Linked DNA regions of Rattus norvegicus: region 2 is linked to region 1. A link is a contact called in public Hi-C data. All regions are on one chromosome and are shown on one strand. The core of a region is the stretch at or near the end of the contact, and the rest is flanking DNA. Distances in the headings are between cores, read along the strand shown.

Evidence for each region. Hi-C and Micro-C count contacts between places; a contact is called where the count stands out from the background.
Region 2: a Hi-C map of liver shows a contact between it and region 1, with 2.0 times the contacts expected there. The contact joins two enhancer-like sites. A contact is called at or near these places in 2 of 12 Hi-C or Micro-C datasets (kidney and liver).

The regions. Positions count from the first base shown.
Region 1 is chr7:44,128,364-44,134,940 of GRCr8, forward strand. Acss3 (acyl-CoA synthetase short-chain family member 3) reads right to left here. Exons shown (of 16, transcript NM_001414941.1): 14 at 3,289-3,388; 15 at 3,029-3,204; 16 at 1-2,086. The coding sequence ends at 2,018. Among named protein-coding and RNA genes, the nearest start is that of Acss3, 210 kb to the right of the region's middle. Within about 2 kb of position 3,203, at least 2 of the 93 cell types and tissues checked have an H3K27ac peak or open chromatin away from gene starts, as enhancers often do. A contact at or near this core is called in liver, where this site is marked.
Region 2 is chr7:44,403,714-44,410,290 of GRCr8, forward strand. No RefSeq gene overlaps it. Among named protein-coding and RNA genes, the nearest start is that of Lin7a, 67 kb to the right of the region's middle. Within about 2 kb of position 3,863, at least 4 of the 93 cell types and tissues checked have an H3K27ac peak or open chromatin away from gene starts, as enhancers often do. A contact at or near this core is called in liver, where this site is marked.

The DNA.
Region 1 (6,577 bases), core at 1,953-4,452:
TAAAAATCATTGATTTGTAATCCCAACAGTTGTGATAATGGGTAAAATGTACATGTACAATGAATAATTCAAGAAACTCAACAGCTACAAGTTACAAAATGTTAGTTTAACTCAGAATACCAAAATAATTAAAGATGATAAGATATTGTTTTCAATGTTACCAATAAAGAAGGTAGTTTAATGAATAAGACTTCCTTTTGAGAAGCCATTTATTATCCATTTTTGCCCCCAAAGTTGCCTAAAATGGAGCCTTTATCTAAGAGCCTTTAAATATAAAGGGGCCTTTATACATATATAACTTTTAACAAATAAATTGCAATCTGTTAATTCTCACCTATATTTCTTGTATTTGGACTTATCAGTTAGAACACAGACCAAAGAGGCCTAAAACAAGAGCTCTATATAAGATACGCATAGCTTTTATGGCCAGTAAATGCCTATCTGTTGTTGCTTATTTATATTTCATTTTTGGGCTATTCTGTGAGGACATTGTGCTCTTCATCATGTTTCCAAAAGAATCCGAAGAATTGAGAAATTATTCCAAGTCCTCTCAGAGATTCAATGAACACAGTAAACTTTTTGTAATTTAAATATACATTCTAACAATAATAACAAGTGTAGAGCTCTAAGCTGGTTAATCAACAATTTCTTTCTGCTCTATTAAATGGGTGAATTTCTATAAATTTATTAAAGGCTTAATTCCAGTTTTTAAAAGGCTCCATCGTTTTATAGAAGAAATGTATGTTAGACCATGATTTTAGATGATTTGAAATTTATTCAAATTCAAATTAAAATTTGCACTAAGAGTAAATGTTTGGGGTTCTCTTGAAAACCAGAGGCTCTTGCAGTATTGGTACAGCCTCTCTCCTGAGCCATTTCTCTGGGATCTGATAGAACTGCACTCTTGATGGAGTGCATGGTTTTCTAGTATTTAAGGCTGTGCATTGTTCTTAAAAATCACTTGTTGGGATATGCACCTCAAGAACCAACATGAATTCATTGAGCACCAGTGATCCAGCTCAGTGGAAGATGCTTTCCTATCACGCACAAGGCTCTGGGTTCAACCCTTATAGGAGGAAAAAGTACTACTTTGGAACTAACCCCAGCAACTATGAATAAGAGGCAGGGGGACAAGGATTTGTGAGGACAACCTAGGAAACACATCCTTGTCAGAGGTGAGGGAAGACAGAGAGAGAGACAGAGAGACAGAGAGAGACAGAGACAGACACAGAGAAGAGAGAAGGCTCATTGATATTGGCAAAGTTCTGAAAATGTATTGAGATCTAGCAGAGGATGAAAAAATTTCAATTTCTTATAAGATCTTTCTTGTTACTCCTTTCTAGGTGAAGGGCATCCCTCGATTCCATAGAAAGATGAAAGCATCCAGATACACAGAGTGAACCATGACAGGGGATTGCAGAAGTCTTTATCTCCTCAAAATATTTGGTGGAAGGATAGCTAGGTTCTCTGCCAGATATATGCCTCCCCTTACCCCGTAACAAGCAACCAGGCAGTGGTGCTTGACCCTGGGTCCTGTGTTGCTAGGCAGCCTATCCTGTCTTGCTAATTACCTGGAAGCATGGCAGTCATCTTTAGAACAGTAAACAACATTGGAGTCTCTACGATAGCATTGTAAATTATATTCTGACTTAGATTTCAGTTTAGATTTTGATCAACGTGTGGCTGATTTTTATCTCCAGAAAGTGCATTTGTAGTACAGATATTCTCCACTAAAATGTGTTTGGGAAGCACACGAGTTAGCAAAGCCATACTCCTTAACATGCTCCTTAACACACGCGATAGTGTAGAATGATCCATGTTACAGAAAAGAGGTAAGGGGGCAAACAGGTTTCCGCGAAACACAATGTACAGCCTTTCAGGGGCCACCAGACTAACTACACACTACAGCTCATAGCTCAGTTGATGAGAAATGTTTTCTTCAAGTATTTACTTGTAGAAAATAGAAGACCTAGATCCAGCTAGAAAGTTAAGACGAAGGGATTCAAAAGAGTAAACATCACAAAGCCTGCTTCAGTACTTCTTCGATGTGACCAAAAATGCTGGGGTCCTCAATTGTAGGGGTTACCTGAAAATAAATGGCCAGTGTCAGATGAGCAACCTCCCTTGAACTTCATTGTGAATAATAATAATAATAATAATAATAATAATAATAATAATAACATGTTTTGTTTTACTGCCCATTTTTGTTGTTGTTTTAACTTCATTTTGATTTTTTTGAGAAAGAGTCTCATGGGTACTGGTTGGCTTCAAATGCCTAGGGTAGGAAAACCCAGTCTTGCTTTACCTCACAAATGCTAGGACTATAGGCATATAGAGTATATACCCCCAATAATTTTATAAAACACCCACAAGATAGGGAACTTCCAGCCAAATACTTAAATATTCATCTTCAGGGATAGTGAAGGAAAGAGTTTGTTTAGCAAAACTGTTGATATTTCTACATATTTCTCCAGAGTTTTTGTTCATTTATTTTGAAAATTGCTTAGAACATTATTATTATTATTATTGTTGTTGTTGTTGTTGTTATTACTATATAAAAGTCTTGATGAAATTAAAGGTGACCATGCCAATAGCATGCCTTGACACTGAAATACACATGTGTTTGAATCAGTCCAGAGTTTCAAAAAATGATTCCCTCACATAACAGTAAAAAGCAATTAGATGTCATATGTTAAAACATTTCATACTTCTCAGATGCTTCACTTTCTCATCATGGATGGTCATTAGTGACTGAAATCAAGCGACCTGCACGTTTAGTTCAAAGGAAAGAATTTCTGCAAGTCTGTTTGAAATTTACAAAATTGCCGAGAGCAAAGTTCACACGAGAGCTCCTAGGATGAAGCACGTGATCTTAACCAACACTTCCTTCTCAAGCTCTCCTTACAGATTAGGAAAATGGTTCGGTGGAGATAGAATTCAGGATTTAAAATCTTAACCTAATAAAGCTTTTCTGGTGCCAAAGACGTCATGAAAATTACTCCAGCAATAAAGATTCTGATTCATTTACCTTATAAGGCTTGCCATTGACCAGGGCAGACAGGGTAGACCGTGGAATTTTGCCAGACCTGGTTTTGGGTAACTGTTTGACGAAAACTGCATTTCGAAAAGCAGCCACCGGGCCAATGCTCTGCCTAACATGTTTCACAATCTCTTCCAAAACTTGTTCTTCTGTTGCATTTACGTCTAGGGAGAAAGTCGAGCTGTTAAGCACCAAATTAATGCCACTCATTCCGGGCCAAACAGTCAGGGATGACAAACGAGACTCACCTTTCTTCAACACGCAGAGTGCTAATGGGACATGACCTTTCAAGGGGTCTTCCTTGCCAACCACAGCGCAGTCAGTCACAGTGCCGTGTGAAAGGACTGACTGTAGTGAGAAGAGACGTGCCGTTAGGTGACATGTATGATTATAATCTTAACACATAAGAAACCCATAAGAACAACAGTATCAACCAATTAGACCACTCAAAGCTCCCAGGAACTAAACCACCAATCAAAGAGTACACGTGGAAGGACCCGTGGCTCCCGCTGTATCTGTAGCAGAGGATGGCCTTGTCTGGCATCAAGACAAGAAGCCCTTGGTCCTGTGAAGGCTTGATTCCTCAGTGTAGTTAAATGTCACGGCTTGGAGGTAGGAGGGAGTGGGCGGGTGGGTGAGCACCCTCATAGAAGCAGGGGGAGGAGGAATGGGAGAGGGGGTACCAGGAAAAGGGATAACATTTGAAATGTAAATACACAAAATATCCAATAAAAAATCAAGAAAGAAAAAGAATCATGAAATCCAGAGCTGCTGTCCAGAAATTCCCGACTGGTTCGCATCACTACCTCTGAGGTGAATAGTTAGAATTGTCACGGTTGTTATTAAGGGCTGACGGTGACAAAGAGAAATTACTTAGCTTTCCCAGAAAAGGAAGAGAGTGTTGCTTCTTCTTAATTGCTTATTAATGAAATCAAAGAACGTGCTGTAACAAGTATGTAAACAAAGCCTACAGGCCTTTAACGGGAAGCCTTGAGTACATTTGACTTCATTTCATTGCCGCCTATTTAATGAGGATGCCCATGATGAAGGGGTGAATTTATTTTTGAGGAATAAACACAGTATTCTGTTCAATGGGTTGTCCTTCCACCTAGAGAGGGATTTTTTAGCACTTAAAGGAGGTTTGCCATGAAAAGGAGATGACAGTAAGAATATATGGGTAGATGTTTACCTCACAAGGAGGAGGGGGCACAAGAAAATCTCAGCGAAACAATGCAACATCCAATCAGATGAGAAGGAAGTGGGTGAGGCTGAGAGCGGAGGAAGACAATGGTGGCTGTAGATGAGAAGCCGCTACCTACTAAACGGGAGCTGTTTAGGGAACTTAATTCAACTTTTATTTTAGCCACACTGGGAAAGGATGAAGCAGCTTCAGGAAGAGGCATCACAAGGTCACAGTGAATTTTTTAAGCATATTTTTTTACTGTAGCCATAAAATTATAATGAACTAAGCAGAAAGTAGAAACTTCACAATAGAATGTACCCTCACATATCCACAATCTCCCTGACACACCGGTACCAAAGCGGCAGATTTATTATTAAAAAGAACTAATATTGGACATTGCCATTACTCTTGTCCACATACTTGTGCATCTTTCCTGGAATCTATAGGTTCTAACAATTTATGAGATGTGTCACCACTGTACAACATACAGAATTGCCTGGCTTCCATACAACTGCTTTGCCTGACCATCCATACCCCTATCCTTGAACGCTTAATAACAATGATCATTTTGCTTTATCCAATAATTATCCATTTAACTAGAACCATACTGCATATATTTTCAGACTGGCTTTTTATAGCAAAGAGTAAATCTAGAGAATCACAGACTTAGTATGATTTCAGTATGGAGAATAACTATTGTGGGAGTGTCAGTTTAGACAGGGTAATACTCTGAGAGTCTTATATACTGAACTCTGGTAGTACATACAAACACATACTAAGAAGAATAGTCAATATGTGATAATATTTTGGATCTGTGGTGTGAATAATCTAGAGAAATTAAGGACAACCGTGTAAGGTGGGTAGATGATGATTCAAGATTTTAGTTAGAAATAGTGGGCTTAGGAAAAATCACCATGGAGATGTGACCTTCAGATGCCTTGATGATACCCAAGTGGAAGAGTTGTATACAGGGATCTGAGAGGATTCATGAACTGACTGTCTACATTTACATGTGACCCACCAAAATAGGACAATGGAGGTTTTAGACACATTGTGGAACAAAGTAGCAAGAAGAAAAGTTTGAAGGATGTAAGAAACTCCAATATCTAATGGATACACACACACACACACACAGACACACACACATAGACACACACACACACACACACACACACACACACACAGCACCTGGCAAAGTAGAATAAGAAGTCAGAAAGACCCAGTAAATAGAAAAAAACACAACAAAAATTAGGAATATGCCACCTTTAAAATTCAAGTGTTTAGTTGTTGTTTTTGTTTGTTGATGTTGCTGGTTGATTGTATTCTTTTATGCAGCCACCGTGAAACTGCAGTTTCTTTCTTTGCAAAATGCTCAGACTGCTCAAGAAACACAAAGTCATTAGGTACAGATCCAATGTGTGACCTCACATGGTCCTGATTGTTATAGAACTCAAGACTGCATCCCTTCTCTGAGGTCCTGGGTTGTAAGTATTTCCATGCACAGAGCAGAGAGTAATACATGCTAAATTAGTTCTTTAAGAAAGGAATTCATTGTCTGTCTGTAGACCTTCCAAACGGCTTTGCATTTTTATAATCTTAATCTTCACATTTTTAAACTCCATATGTTGAAAATACAGACATATGTTGTGCTGGATTTTCTTAGGTAGTTTCTATAGTTGGTTGCAAGTCTTGATAACAGAGTGCTTATGAAGAACAAGCTAACAGAATGCTCACTCAGAGTAAGCAACATTAAGATTTGGTGGGCTACATAGTGTCTATTTGACTGGATGAATGAAGAATGGCTATTTCACTTGGTTAACTAGAGTTGGTACCATCAACCAAGTGTTCAATGATGCCCCAAGCCTCTGCAACCTAGTTTGTAAGATGCTAACGTCATCTAGTCAAAGGATGCTTATTGAATGCTTCTTTCAATTTGGTTGTGTAACTAGTTAGACAAAACTTGTAACCAAATATAAATACCAAAATTTCCACATTGTCCTTCTTAACAATTACCATTAAGTTGCTTCACTTTTCTATCTTTAATGGGGACACTTGGGGAAATGATTAGGGAACTGCTGACTGTTTTTAAAAGACAAGGATAATTTGTGAACCAATCACACAGGTCCCTGGAATCTAATATCACACTCAATAGGCACTAGAAAGGAAGAGGGGAGACTTTCTTAGTTTTTCTACTAATGGCATTGCCATGGCCAATGATAGGTTTAAGTGAGCAATTTAGGAGAAAAGCATCAAAATGCATGGTGACAACATCTGAGATCAAGAAACCAATCAAAACCTCAGGGGGAGGACAGTGAAAGTTCTGTCCATGCATTACCTCCACATGAAGCCAAAGA
Region 2 (6,577 bases), core at 2,613-5,112, 280 kb after region 1:
CGTGCAGCATAATATGTTAGACTCATAAAACCTTGTATGTCAGAAAGCCTGGTCCCCCGATGGAGTTGCTCATTTGAGAGGTCCTGGAAAACAAACTTTAGGAAGGGGATCTTATCTGGAGATTAAAGATTATTGACAGCACTGGAGTCCTGTCCCTTGGACTCTCTCTCTCTCTCTCTCTCTCTCTCTCTCTCTCTCTCCCACTCCTCCCTCGCCCACTCCTTCTCCCTCCCCTACTCCTTCTCCCTCCCTCCATCCCTCTCTCCCTCCCTCTCCCCCACCCTGTCTCTCTCTCCTTTCTAGCTACCATGAGCAGAATAATTTTCCTATTGCAGAGTGACCTTCCTCACTACAGAGCCAAGGACTATGTACTAAAACCATAAGCTGAAATAAATCCATTCTGTCTTGGGAAATTTAGACTTCATTGTTGTTACAGAGTTGAAATTCTGACTAAAGCAGGAACTGGTATGAGGAATTTCAGAACTTTAACAAATGTATCTGTAAATGTGAGGAAATGAATATAAATGAAAGCAGGTGCCAAGCATATTTAACAACGTAGAAAGTAATGAACTTTAAAAATGATAGAACTATAAGCACACACTGCGGAGATTCAGTATATTAGCCCCAACACTGGCCTTATTTACTTGCTTCCCTATATGCACTTGTTACCACTCATCCACGTAACTGCACCTTGGAGGAAGATTTGTCCAGAACATCAGAGCACTGTTGTACTAAACCACTATGGACTCCTAGTTTCTCAGAGTTATATTGATCTGTCAGGGAGATGTATGATGATTGCAGTTTGGTAAGTTAGTAAGTTTGGACCTGAGCACGCCTTTTGATTGACCCGAAGGAAGCCCGTTCACAGGAATGTTGCTTCACATGTTTCTAGAATACTTCTACCAATTTCATCTGTACTAGAGAAGCCAGGTTCCACTTCTCTCCTTTGCAACAGAAGGTTCTGTCTATAACCAAGCTGATACAAACTTGTAATACATAGTAATATCTTCTACTTACTGGAAAGGGTAATTAATGTGGGAAAAAACTGCTATCTTTCATATCAAATTGGAAGTTAGTAATTGTGATTTTAAAACGTTGTCTATTTATGGTCAAAGTTTGGCTATGTAACTATCATTTGGATCGCTTCCAGCTCATTTTTACATGTGGTGAGGCTCTCAAATTTTATGTGAATTTATTATGTGTGTGTGCACATATCACAATGCAAATAGGAAAGTGAAAGTCCAACTTTTAGAAATGAACCTCTCTTATATTTTTGGTTATAAGCCTAGTCTTTAATAGCTGAGCCATCTCTCCAGCCCAGGAGTTATAGAAAGGTCTGAAGTAGCTGAAGGGGTTTGCAACTCTATAAGAAGAACAACAATATTAACCACCCAAATTCCCCAGAGTTCCCAGGGACTAAACCACCATCCCAAGAGAACACAGGGATAGACCTATGGCTCCATCCGCATATGTAGCAGAGGATGGCCTTTTTGGGCATCAATGGGAAGAGAGGCCCTTGGTCCTGTCAAGGCTTGATGCCCCAGTGTAAGGGAATGCCAGGGCAGGGAATTGGAAGGGAGCGGCTGGATGGGTGAGGGAGTACCCTTATAGAAGGGGGTGGGGGGATGGGTTAGCAGGTTACTAGAGGGAAAACCAGGAAGGGATGACATTTAAAATGTAAATTAGAAAAGCCAACAAAAGGAAAAAAAGAAAAAGAAATGATCCTCTCTACCATCTGGGTTCTAGAGAGAGAAATCCTCAGACTGTGACAAGGGCCTTTACTGGTTAAGCCACCTTAAAGCTGAGCACAGCTTCAAGTTCTGGATGATTTACTTCAAAATTAGTGTGTACATAATAAATGATTCCAAGTAAATTTGATTTATGCCTTCATTGTTTGACAGTGCTTAACTGAAATACCTGCATGACCAGAAATATTCTTGCTCTAAGCCTGATGACTTTTATTCTCCTGATCCATCGAGATTCTGAAATAGAAAGATGCCATTCTCCTGGGAAAAAAATATAAATGCTGCTTCACCGTCCCTTCATTCTCCTATGTGGCTGTAATCTCCCATTGTTAATTTCCAGGAATCATGACTAAACCAACTTCCCAGCTCTATAATATAACACAATCCCCAGGCCGAAGAAGATGGTTACCATGAAATGAAGAGTTTCATAAATGTATAGTGACTGTGCTAAGTGCCACAAAGTGCGATAGAAAATGAGGAGGAGGCTAATGAGCCACTTGGAGGAGAGCTGCCTTGGAAGGGAACAGTGAGGTTTTTAAGGGGTAGCTAATGATGAAAACCTAACCAAACTAAGACTGGTAGCTGTGGGTACAGGGCAGAAGTCCAGTTAGTGCGTGTAATGAAGGTCAAAAATGAAGCGCAAGGGAATATGCAACACGGCCATCTGCTGACATTCATTAATCTTTCCCTCTCAAAGTTGTGAAGTTGAAAAGCCTTCCAGGAACCCCCTCACCTGGCAATGCTGTCAAGAAAGCATTCATGTCACCTGAGAAAGACAATAATGAAGAGAAAAAAATGCCTTCAGGTTGCTTCAAACACCAAGACATATGCAAAACTCTGCCTTAGAAGTGTAGAGTGTTTTATTCTCTGGGTTATTCCATCTTCTATTAAATGAAGAGAATAAAGGTTTATTTCTGTAGGAAATAAATCCAGAGTTTTTGAGAACCAGAAGTTTCCCATAAAACTACCATCCACAGAGCTGAAAGTATATTTTATTTTAGGGTACTGTCCTCGTTTCTTTGGCACTTTAGTTTAATTTAGGTCCTGGGTATGAGTTTATTTTCACAAAGGTATTTATAGAGAGAAGAGAGAGAACCTTACATTTGAATTTCTTCAATGCCTTGAAGCAATTAGACCTTTCCCAAAGGAGCAAACTACAATCCCATGATGAGATCCTGAGGATGAACTAGCCAGTAGGTACCCTGCTTAGAATAACTGGGCAGGGAAACTATATTGTATCATTTTGTGTCCCTTTGAATGGACAAATAAAGTCCCTAACCCTCAACCTGTAGTCAGTAAAATGGGATCAATACTTAAGTGTAAATAAGATATACAGAATACATACATGAAATGTTTGGTGCAGTGCCTAGCCAATACGCACTCTATCAATCTTAGCTGTCAACTTAGCCAATGCCAGTGCTGTAGAGGAAGAGAGGAATGTGTTCACAAAGGTCCAAGGGAAGTTTGTGTATTCATGTTCCAATTTACATAAAACTTATACATACCTATGTGATCCACTTTAGCAATTTAATTTTTTTAATTTTTGAGATTATAATTACATTATCTGCCCCCCATACATATTCTCCCTGTAAATCCTCTCTTATACCCCTCCTCCACTCACTTCCATATTCATTGTCTTTCATATTTCTATTCATATTTCCTTGTTACACACACACACACACACACAAACACACACACTCCTAAATGTAACATATTCAGTCAGTACAATGTTAGTTGTATGTATGTTTTAGGGGATAACCAATCAGTGTGCTATTCCCAGGGGAAGACTAGCTCTCCTCTTCTCAGCATTGCTTAGCTGCCTGTGGTGTAGGGTTGAGGCTTCCAGAGCTTTCCTCCTCCGATGCTAGCATTTCTATTAGTGACTGCTGCCATCCTTGCTCTACTCATGTTCAGGCGGTGTTTGTGAGATGTCATGGGTGGAGTACTGATTCTACTAGGAGTCACAATGTCCTAGCAAAATCTTTGCTCCTCTAGCTCTTATAATATGTCTACCCTTTCTTTCATGTGTTATTTTCTTCTCGTTGAGAGGGTTGAATGTTAACTTAGAGAGCTGCTGTCTGGCCACTTTATTGATTGCATCTCTTTGGACTGACCTTTAGTTTATTTCAAAGACCATCAGTGAATTGAGCAAGAGTTAAATCTCTCAGCGAAACAGGGTCGGGGAGAGGAATTGAAGTACCTTTCTGGAAGATTCTCCTTTACCATGCTTTTTAGCTTCAACCCAGTTGCACTGTTTGAGTGGACATGGTACCTGTCTTCCACAATTAAAAAATGAGTGACATCCTGTTCAGAATGCCTGAACACAAATGTGTTTTCATCACCTTCAAATTCCGTGATGTCCACAAGTTCCTGTCCTTAGTCCTCTTTGATCAAATATTTATGACAGTGTCTTTTTCAAAGGGTTGTGACAAGGCTTCAATTAAATTATAGTACACTTGAATTTTCCAGAACAGCGTAGTACTGTGTACATGCTTAAGAAGTATTAATTCAATGCAATTACGTTACAAAGTAGAGGTTCGTGTATGTATGTGCATTCTTGTGTGTGTGTGTGTGTGTGTGTGTGTGTGTGTGTGTGTTCGTGTGCACGAGCGTGTGCAACCCTATGTGTATGCAGTCCTATGATCATGTAAAGGTCAAAGGTCAACCTTTGATTTCGTTCCCAATGATTCACCCAGCTTGTGCTTTAGGAATGTCCCATTGCTTTCAGCTGGCTAACTGTTGGGCACCAGGAATCATCCATCTTCTCCCACCTCCCCCGACAAAGGTTACAGGAGTATGCCACTATGTCTGGCTTTTTTATGTGCTTTCTGGGGGTTGAAATCAGGTCTTCATATTCATGCTTTAAGCACTTTACTGCCAGAGTCATCTCCCCAACCTAGAATATAGGATTTTGATGATATTTCTCATGAATCTGCTATCTCATTTCTTATCCTGTAATGCCTGGATAAAGGAGTTTTTCAGGGTGAAGAGCTGATCTATCAATTTTTATTTAAAAAGCAAATTTACCAATTTTTGTTTTAAAAGCTGCTCTATCCATTTTTATTTAAAATAGAAAGCTAAAGTTAGTGTTGTTGCCAAATTTCCAATCTTCAGACTTATTTGCAGTAATATTGTGATCTTAAATATAGTTTAAGAAGAAAAGTATACCAGTATCCACTACAATGAGAAGCTTCCCTGATCAAGGTTAAAAGCAGCTCCAGACTATGGAAATAAATATATATTTAGAAAAAACTTTGACGAACACAATTATTTAGCAAAGCAACAGCAATTAAATCTGCCCAAGGGCTAAATTTCTCAATATCCATGGGTTTTGACAGCTCTTCCATTACCAGGCATGAATTCTGTCCTGTGGAACAGATTGCAAATCCAAGCACGAAACAAATTGGTTATCCTACTCCTGCTACTACCATACCACTGTGCACATCATGGTATGATCAGGACACACAGCATACATACCTGAAATTTTTAAAGGATAAGTAAAACCTATTATTTTTAAAAGGAAAGAATTTTTTTACCAAAAAAAGAGAGAAAGAAAGAAAGAAAGAAAGAAAGAAAGAAAGAAAGAAAGAGAGAGAGAAATAAAGAAAGAAAAAGAAAGACAGAAAGAAACTGTGCATTTGATATTTTAAACAGAAACAAACTAACTGAGCCAAGAGCTATTTGAGTAGGGCTGGCAGATGAGGGGACAAACACAGAACTCACTCTGCCTTCGTTTCATTGGCTGCTGTGAGAAGTCTAGTATTGTTCCGGCCTCAGAGGAATCTTCTCTCCATTCTCTCTGATCACCAAAACAACAAGAGAATAATTGCCCGGGTTTTTGGTTACAAAAGAGTCACAATCTGTTGAAACCCACATGGATTCACTCCTGGACACAGAATAACAGTTTCTTCTTGTCTTCGACCTTTCAAAGCTTTTGGCCTCCGCTTGGTAGATTCTAAACTGGAGAGAGGCTGGCAGATATTCTAGACTATGTGTTCCTTAGGGCTCCAGCCACTGTGAAATAAATGGAGCCAGGAAAGGAACCAGGATACACGCTAATTACTCTCTGGAAAATACTGTGTAACATATTCACTACTGTGGCTGTTCAGAACCTATCCACAGTAATAAAACAGCTCCCGCAAATCTAGCCTATTGAAACTATTTCTTATTAAAATAGAGAGTCTGTCTACAAAAACAAGGAACTAAATTCTATCAGCTACTTAAATCAAGGTGAGGTTTAGGAACAACATGTTTTCACAAACCTTCACATAAGATATTAGGTTGCTTCCTATCAAATTACTGCATATAAAATTATATATGCTAGCATATACAAATGAAGCTATAGCTGGGTATTACAGTTATTCCTGAAGTGGATTAGGCAGCAACAATTGATACTAAATAATCTTGTCTCTGAAAGCTGTGTGTTGCCTCCCTTCTGCTCAGCAGGTAATTTCACTGCTGGGGACCTTTACTAGGTCTGGTGTCCAGACCCTAGAACTATATCTACATGGAAATGCTGTAGTCTTCTATTAGCATCTCCCAGTGCAAAAAAAGAGGAAGGAAAGAATTTCAAGAGATCTTCCCCTTATTTTATATCCCTTACAATTGCCTAACAGCAACCTCATTTTCTCTTAATAATCAGAACCATTCGCCCAAACTGTTTAGGAAGACCTTTCTTTGGCTGTGGGCTCATTACCATGAGCCATTAAGGATGCAAACTTAATTTCTAGCTTCATAAGAACACTGCTTTATCCTCGCTTAGAAACCAGCAGGCACTGAGAGAGCGGTATGAAGATGGGATCGTGTGCTCATTTTCTCAGATGGAATCCCTT